Linked DNA regions of Cricetulus griseus: region 1 is linked to region 2. A link is a contact called in public Hi-C data. All regions are on one chromosome and are shown on one strand. Each heading gives the region's core, a stretch centred on a gene start, on an enhancer-like site or on the middle of the called end of the contact. The rest is flanking DNA. Distances are from core to core; before and after follow the strand shown. Region 1 holds the start of LOC100765686 (importin subunit alpha-5). Region 2 overlaps LOC100765686 (importin subunit alpha-5).

Evidence for each region. Hi-C and Micro-C count contacts between places; a contact is called where the count stands out from the background.
Region 1: a contact with region 2 is called in a Hi-C map of the CHO-K1 cell line, with 1.7 times the contacts expected there. The contact joins the promoter of LOC100765686 here to the enhancer-like site in region 2. A contact is called at or near these places in 4 of 8 Hi-C or Micro-C datasets (the CHO-K1 cell line, fibroblasts and liver).

The regions. Positions count from the first base shown.
Region 1 is chr4:53,691,742-53,695,965 of CriGri-PICRH-1.0, reverse strand. LOC100765686 (importin subunit alpha-5) reads left to right here and starts at 2,074. Exons shown (of 14, transcript XM_027412758.2): 1 at 2,074-2,231. LOC103160731 (a long non-coding RNA gene) reads right to left here and starts at 2,018. Exons shown (of 4, transcript XR_003484868.2): 1 at 1,757-2,018; 2 at 1,171-1,349; 3 at 834-919; 4 at 164-215.
Region 2 is chr4:53,651,486-53,655,973 of CriGri-PICRH-1.0, reverse strand. It overlaps LOC100765686 (importin subunit alpha-5), which reads left to right. Exons shown (of 14, transcript XM_027412758.2): 7 at 1-78; 8 at 393-492; 9 at 989-1,152; 10 at 2,877-2,955. Among named protein-coding and RNA genes, the nearest start is that of Wdr5b, 23 kb to the right of the region's middle. Within about 2 kb of position 1,388, at least 2 of the 6 cell types and tissues checked have open chromatin away from gene starts, as enhancers often do. A contact at or near this core is called in the CHO-K1 cell line and fibroblasts, where this site is marked.

The DNA.
Region 1 (4,224 bases), core at 825-3,324, 39 kb before region 2:
CCAGGGCAGGAACCCCCAACAGGGCAGGGCTGATGAAGAGGCCATGGAGGAGTGCTGCTTACAGGATTGCTGAGTAGGGCTTATTCAGCCTGCTTTCTTTTTGTTTGTTTTTGAAACAGGGTTTCTCTGTGTAGCCATGGCTGTCCTGGAACTAGGTCTGTGGATCAGGTTGAACTCGAACTCACTGAGATCCATCTGCCTCTACCTCCTGAGTGCTGGGTTAAAGACATGCACCATTACACCTGGCTTCAACCTGCTTTCTTTCTTTCTTTTTTTGTTTTTGTTTTTTGTTTTTGTTTTTTGAGACAGGGTTTCTCTGTGTAGCTTTGGAGCCTATCCTGGCACTCAATATGGAGACCAGGCTGGCCTCAAACTCACAGAGATCTGCCTGTCCCTGCCTCCCGAGTGCTGGGATTAAAGGCGTGATTAAAGGTGTGCGCCACCAATGTCCGGCCTTCAACCTGCTTTCTTATAGAACCCAGGACCACCATGCCAGGGATGGCACTGCCCCCATGAGCTAGGCTCTCCCCCATCAATCACAAATTAAGAAAATGCCTTATAGCTGGATCTTTTGGAGGTTCAATTTTACTCAATTGAGGTTCGCTCCTTTCAGATGACTCTAGCTTGTGTCAAGCTGACATAAAAGTAGACAGCACATTGGCCCTAAGTCTCTCTGACAGAGCACTTTCTTTTTCCAGCTGCCTTGCTCAAACTTAGTTCTGATTGTAATAAATAAACACGATGATGCAGAAGGGAGTCAAGTTTGAGGGAAGGATGGAGGGAGGGAGGGAGTTGTTCTAGTTTGCTTTCTATTGCTGTGATTGCACACTAACCAAAGCAACTTGGAGGCAGGCATTCCAGCTTACATCTCTAAGAGGAGCCAGGGCAGGAATTCAAAGCAGGATCCTGGAGGCAGTAACTGAAACAGACCATGGAGGAAATGTGGTTACTCTATCATTCTCAGCTTACTATCTTATACAGCCCAAGGGTGGCACTGTCCACAGTGGGCTGGGCACATCATGAGTTAGGAAAATGCCTCACAGACATGCCCACAGGCCAATCTGATGGGAACCAGTCTCCCATTCAGGGTCCCTCTTACCAGGTGACTCTAGTTTGTGTTAAGGTTATTAAAACCGCCACTGGAGCCAAGACAAACGACCATTGCTTTACCTAGGATTCAGTCAGTGTGGTCCTTTGTCTCCCTCTTTCTTACATTTATAAGGGTGTTGACGCCGTCTGTTGCTCTTCAGTATTCCTTTTAAACAGACTCGTTAAACCATGTCCTGTGTGTGAAATTCTTCAGTGACCTCTGCTTGGCTTGCTTAAGGTGTTCTTTTGAAGCCACAACCCTACTCTCCAGAAAGAAAAACAATCATTTTCCTAAACATTTTGTTTGAGAGAACTTACTCAGATCAATGCCAATGTTTTTACTAAAAATTAACATCATCGAGCCAAGGTGTTCCTACGTAGTAGTCATGCCGGTCTAGAACTTGCCATTCTCCTGCCTCAGCCGTCCCAGTGCTGAGTGGTGTGCTAACGATCCAGGCTCAAAAATTATTTTGTTAATGTTTTATGGGACTAATAAATTACTAGGCAAAATGGGAGAGAGCCGAAGAGAATACCCAGAAGGTTCCCACAAACGAGTGGCGTGTGAATTCTTTGAACGTGAGGCACTGACGTATTTCGCGATACTCCCTCAGCCTCCAACCATGCCATCGTTCATCCAATAAGCGCGCTCGGTGTGTGAGGCACCTACCATGTGAGAGGGTGGCTATGGAGATGTGAGGTGTGTGGGGAGGGCGGTATCCGTCCATTCTAGAAGAGCTTAGTAAGGACACGTTTGTCTCCATAACTTGTACGTGTCTTTACTTTTCCGGACTGCAAACCTCGTTCTCAGAGACCCACGCCCTGGCCGCGTCCACTCGGGAAAGAACGCTTCAGAGACTCCGCTTCCCGGCAGCCCCTGCGGCGGGCGGCGGAAAGGCGCACGCAGGCGCGCAGGCCGGCCCCCGCACGCAGGCGCACTGCGCACGCCGGCTGAGCTGGGTCTCGCGGCTCGGTGCGCGGCGGCGGCGCGGCGGCGGCGCGGGCGGCGGCGAGAGCGAGGCCTGGTGAGCGCCGCCGTGGTGCGCGCCGGCCGGTCAAGGTTGTGCGCGGAAGAGGCGCAGCGGGCCGACAAGAAGCGAGCGTCTCACCCTCACGGCGGCACCGGGACCGGTCGCCTGGAGCCGGTGAGTGGGGGGCTTCCCCGCGGCCCCTCCCCCTCGGCGGGCGGCTCTGGTTCCCTCCGGGGACCCGAGGGAGGCCCCGGGGCGAAGGCGGACGCGGGCGCCGGCCGGGAGCTGTCGCTGTCGCGCCGGGGACCGGACCTTCGCGTCGCTCCGGTGCGTCACGGGACTGGCGGTTCTAACGGCCCGCGCGGCGGCGGCGGCGGCGGAGGAGCGGGGTGGGGGTGGGGAACGCCGGTCGGGGCGGGGCGGCGGTGGAAGCGGCGTCGGGGACTGCGGGGCGCCGGGCGGCGGCGCGGAGTCTGCGCGCCGCGCTAGGCTGAGGGCGGGGGCGGAGGCGGGTGTCGCGGGGTGCGGTGGCCGAGGCCCAGGCGTGCGGGGCCGTTCCGGGAGTTGGCAGGTTACCGCCCGGGCCGGTGTTTGGAGGGAGGCGGTGGGGGTGGAGACGGGAGGCTGCAGTTTACAGATGTCATAACTACGCGGGCCTGGAGCTGCTGACGGGGGTGTGGTAATTATAGCAATGACAACTTGGTCGTCTGTGTGAGCGGTGATGCGAGGGAAACCGCCAAGCGTTAGCTGAAGCTCGCAGTGGGAGCAGAAAACTGGAGGGCGACTGAAGTCAGGGATGTCGGCAAGAAAGAAGGAGAGGGTTGAATGCGTGCGATCCTCTTGGCAATGAAAAGTTTCAAATGAATTGATTTTCTTTTTAAGGCTTAAACTTCGGTTTGGTAAACTAGTATCAGAATCAACAACGGAGAAATGCTTTTGAAATTCTGTGTGAAACACTAACATCTATCCTTTTTTTTTCCCCTTAAAACAGTTCCTTCAAATCCCACCTCCCTGTCACTCTCCCCCCCCCCCTTTTTTTTTTTTTTTTTTGAGGATGGGTTTTGCTTGGTAGGCTGTCTTTGTGCTTGTCCTGGCTTCTTGGGTGCCAGGATTTCCATCACCCTAGATGATATTCCCACGTTCTTGTTGCTTTGTTGCCTTTTCTTTGTTTTTGAGACAAGGCTCACTATGTAGTCATGGCTGGACTAGCACTGGATACATTGCCCATGGTTGTCTTGAATTCAGAACTGTCTTCCCTCAGCCTCTCAAGTGCTGGGGTTTTAGGAACAACAGCATGCCTGATTGACTCATACAAATTCTGAGACAGGGTCCCTTTACATATTCCTCCTAGAACTCACATGTAGACCAGGCTGTCTTTGAACTTAGAGATCCACCTGCCCCTGACTCGTGAAATTCTGGAATTAAAGACATGTACTGTCACGCCTCCATTGTTTTTTTTTTTTTAATGTTTTAACTTTTTTTTTTTAAAGAATTATTTATTATACAGTGTTCTGCCTACATGTATGCCTGCAGGTCAGAGAGGGCACTAGATCTCATTGCAGATGATTGTGAGCCACCATGTGGTTGCTGGGAATTGAACTCAGGACTTCTGGAAGAGCAGGCGGTGCTCTTATCCTCTGAACCATCTCTCCAGCCCTCACACCTCCGTTTTAAAGTTTACAAGGTCTAAATTTTGAAAGGAAACTGAGAGTGATTTGTCTGTAATTTTGGTGAAATAACTTATTTTTTGTTACCTTTTTATGTAATGTTTTTGGATGGGTGATTTAAAATAAGATGGAGGTCTGAGAGGAAGTAAAATAAAACAAATTTACAGTAACTTTGAACTAGATGTTAACTTTTCCTAGTATAGATGAAAGCATGGAAGAGCACAGTATTTTCAGAATAGCTTGTTTCTTAAACATATTTTGCTTATTTTTTATGAATGTGAGTGTTTTGCCTGAATATATGTAATGCATCATGATCGTGCCTGGTGCTTACAGAGGGCAGAGAGGGATTTAGATCCTTTGAAACTGAACTTGCAAAGGGTTTGAGCTGCACTACGGGTGCTGGGAACCAAACATGGGTCTTCTTCAAAAGCAGCAAGTGCTCTTAACTGCTGAACCATCTCTCTCATTCAGAAATCACTGGAAGAAGATGGCATAGCTCT
Region 2 (4,488 bases), core at 139-2,638:
TCTTGGCAACATTGCTGGAGATAGTACCATGTGCAGAGACTATGTCTTAGACTGCAATATCCTTCCCCCTCTTCTGCAGTAAGTCTCCTTTCTCTTCCTGAATAATGAATATGTGAGAAGTATTACATCTTGGGAAGTCAGTTTGTGTTTCCTAGTGTTAATGTGATTCCAAGTATTTTCTTGTTACATTGTTAGGGTGATGTCTCTTAATGAAATTCTGAAATAATCTATTAGAATTGATGAAGTTTATCTTCAAAGAATGAATAATTTAGGAAAGGAATTAATGTATTATGGAGAAAGGTTAAAACATCTCTGCATCAACAGTATTACATATTTTCTTTATAGAGAATTAATACCTTTCATAATTTACTGTGGGTTTATTATACCTGTAGGTTATTTTCAAAGCAAAACCGCTTGACCATGACCCGGAATGCAGTATGGGCTTTATCTAATCTTTGTAGAGGGAAGAGTCCTCCTCCAGAATTTGCTAAGGTAAACACTCTGCTTGTGGGAAATTGTCAGGGGAGTGTAGGAAACGAAAGTGTGTTTGTAGAGACAATGCTTTTAGTGTTTTTCTTTTTTTTAATTTAGGGTAATTTGCCAGTACAAAGCTCTGAATCACTCTTAGAACCATGGCAGTTTTTGTCAATAAGAAAGTTCTGCAAAAGAATTTTCCAGATGTAGTATTTATGAAAGTTCCTTTACCTCCTTTTCTCTAAGTGTGTACCATAACAAAGAGTTCTAATTTAAGGATGAATGAATAACATTTTTCTTCCTGAAATCATTTTCCTTGGGTTCTGACTACCTTAGGTCAGTAAACTGAATAAGTACTGACCGAATTGCCAGAGATTGAAAAGTCCTTCAGACACTTGAAGTGTAAACTGCTTTGTAACTCATCGAGTGTCTGCCTGATAGGCATCTTGAGAGTCTTAATCTCACTTCAGTTTGTTTCTATTGAATTTCTTTCTAATCATCTTTTCTTTTCTAGGTTTCTCCCTGTCTGAGTGTCCTTTCTTGGTTGCTGTTTGTCAGTGACACTGATGTACTAGCTGATGCCTGCTGGGCCCTGTCATACCTGTCAGATGGACCCAATGATAAAATTCAGGCAGTCATCGATGCAGGAGTATGTAGGAGACTTGTGGAGCTTCTGATGTAAGATGATCTTTAAGAAAGTGTATCTGTGATAAACCACACCAAAAACAACTTAGAGAAGGAAGGGATTTCAATATTTGACTTTCACTTCCAGTTCACATTCTGTTACTGAGGGAAGCCAAGGCAGCAACTGAAGTAGAAACTGGATGAATGCCACTTACTGACTTATTCTCTGTCTTGCTCCTCAGCCCATGCTCAGCCAGCTTATCACTAGGGTTGGTGTTGTTCACAGTGGACTGGGCCCTGCCCTCTTATATTAGTCATCAGCTAAGACAGTCTCTCACGGCCACAGTCCAGTCTGATTTGGGCAGTCCCTCAATTGAGACTTACTCAGGTTACTCTTAGGTTGTGTCAAGCTTACAGCTGGTGCTAACTTACACACTTTACTATTTTCCATATTTCTAGTACTTTGGTTACATATTTTACTGATTTATTATCTGTTGACTGATTGTGTCTTATTTATATTGATGCCATTTTTTGGTTTGCTTTTTTGAGACTTAATGAAGAATCTATTTTATTCCTGTGCCATTACAAGTCTGTTAGCCGAATTATTTGGAAAGCTTTGCCTATGTAATAAATTCTATCTCTGTTGTTCTACCCCACACTGGAAAACCTAAAGTCAGGTACTGGAAACCAAAGGCAAATTTCTGTGGTAAATGGCCATTTCTTACTTTCTTTTTAGAAAAAAAAAAAAAAGAGTAGTATCAGACTTTGAATCCTACTTTTGAAATGCTTTTGGTAACAACATGGAAAATTTACCTATGGCATAAATAATTTGAGACTATATTAATCAAATGTTTAGCTAATACTTAGAAGAAAATATAGCCACAATATGATGGCAAGTAGTACAGTTATAAGCCACATGAAATTAATTGATACACAAACAAGTTATAGAGATAGTGTCTCAAACATGATGTGACATTGGTAAGTATAACATTACTGGGGCTGATTATAGATTGGTTGCAGACCAGCAGTGTGGTACTGGTACAAGTTAAAGGCAGCATGGTGCTACTGGGGTCCAAAGAATCAGGATCTGGGAAATAGTTGCTTTTGTCCTTTAGTTATTAAGTTTACTACATGTTTCATTTTAATCATTGATCTTAAATGTGAAGGAAGAGAATAGGGTCTCAGAGGAAAATCATAAGGGTATCGCTTTATTTACCCTGAAATCTGTGCTTACTGTCTGTTTTCACATATATTCAACAGGCTTTGTGGAAAGCTTTTGTTTTTGTTTTTGTTTTTGTTTTGTTTTTTTTAAACCATAAAGACAGCCTTGTAGGTTAGTGAAACAGAAAAATGTTTGAGAGATGATTGTCACTTTGGTTTTGAAGTTAGCTGAATTGTTGACATAGTTTTAGAATATGAGCAGTGTATAGATGTCATCTGCACTTCCCAATCATCTCAGTAGTTCCAGGAGACCAAGAAAAGAGAAGAGAGGCTGTAGTAAAGAATAAGAGAAAAATGTGGAATTCAGTGCTGGAGTGCCTGGGAAAAATTACTAGGAAAGAATCTACTTTGAAAATAAAGGGAAAGATTGCTTTTCTAGGTAATGATCAATTCTGCCACCATGGTAAGTTCCCTAAATAGCCATAGTGAAAAAATTACCTTTCCACTCTATAATTGAATCACATCTCCCTTATTTGGGATTTCATCCCTTAAAAAAAGATTCTGGATAGAACTGTTGGGTCTAACATATCTCTCTCTCTCTCTTTTAATGGCTGCAGGCATAATGATTATAAAGTGGTGTCTCCTGCTTTGCGAGCTGTGGGAAACATTGTCACAGGGGATGATATTCAGACACAGGTATGAACATGTGCTAACCTTTTTCTAAAGGGTTGAACTCCGTGAACACAGTTCTGTTATATTGAATTCTGTATTGTTACGGTTGACTGACACTGTTTTGCTTGTGTTTGCTTGTCTCAGTATCTTCAGTATCTCTTTGTTGTCCTGTGACTTGTAGCAATTGTAGGTTCCCTTAAGAAATAAGTTTTTCCTAAGTCTGCTTTTATTTGTAGTGGATCTTAAGAGCACCAGGTGGGCTTTCTAGCAGTGTTCTTTCTGGTAGCTTCCTTTTGTGTATGCTGAGTTTTTGTAAGGAAGTATCTTCCGTTATAGTTTCCAGTGTCCATTCTGCTTTGACTAACAAGGCAGGTTATCCACAGGGAATTGTTTTAGCCTTTTTTCCCTTCCAGATGTCTCTGATGCATCAATGATGATGTCCTAAAATCAGCTTTCTAGGCTTCCATGATAATGGAATACTCTGGCTCTTTGTCTCTATTTCTTCTTAGGAAGCTCCTTTTCCTGTTGTCATTTGTTTGTGGGCATGCTCTAGGGAGCAATCTTCAGCCTCATTTCTGGATTCATAACCCTTATGTACATGGCCTTTAAGAATTGAGTTAGGTTTTAGTTATCTCAGTCAGCTTCAATTTTCAGCAAGGTATCCAATAGTTTTACTTTTCTAATCGCTAAAATGAAGGAAGTTATAGATTTGTGTTCTCAAGTGTCTTACAATTTAATGTTTTTAATTCGAGTTTATTCTGTCTACAAGGGAACTCATTTCTCCCTTTTTATCTCCTCCTGTTTTACTTTCCAGTCTTAGTATTTGGCTCTAATATTTGCTCCTGCCAGTAATGCAGGTACTAACTTGATTCTGCTCTTGGCAGTCACTGTTTCTTGTTACTCCATCGCTACTCATCCCTTGCATTACTTAGTGTAGACAACTTAGACAATAGAAAAGAGAATATATATTTGATTGTATTTGTATAAAATTTCTCTGGGACAGCACATACAAAATTAATATCATTGATTATCTGAAGAGAACTTGGTTGGAATATAGGTACAGAATGGAAGAGAAAGGAGTCTAACCTATATAGTTTGAATTTTTATATACATTATGTAAATATATTTTATATACATTATATATAGCACATTACCTTTATGCATTTTGAATTTTTAAAATACTGTATGTCTGTATATACATGTATATGTCATAGCTCCTGGAAGTCAGAGGACATCTTTGGAGTTGATTTTATCCTTTCATTAAAATGACTTATAAAGATCAAAATCAGGTTTCCAGACTTACGTAACAAATGCCTGTACACACTGCCATCTTACCAGCCCATGTCTTGAATTTTGAACCATGTTAATGTATTTTCTTAGTTGGGAGGCAACTTTGTAGGGCTGAGATACAACTCAGTGATAAAATTGCGTGCCTAGCATATGTGAGGTCCTGAGTTGAACTCCTGGCTCCACACAACAAAAAGTTTTCACCATCTCCCCTGTTCCACCTATGCTTTTTGATCTTGCCCTGTGTGGTCATTGAATTTTGCCTGACCA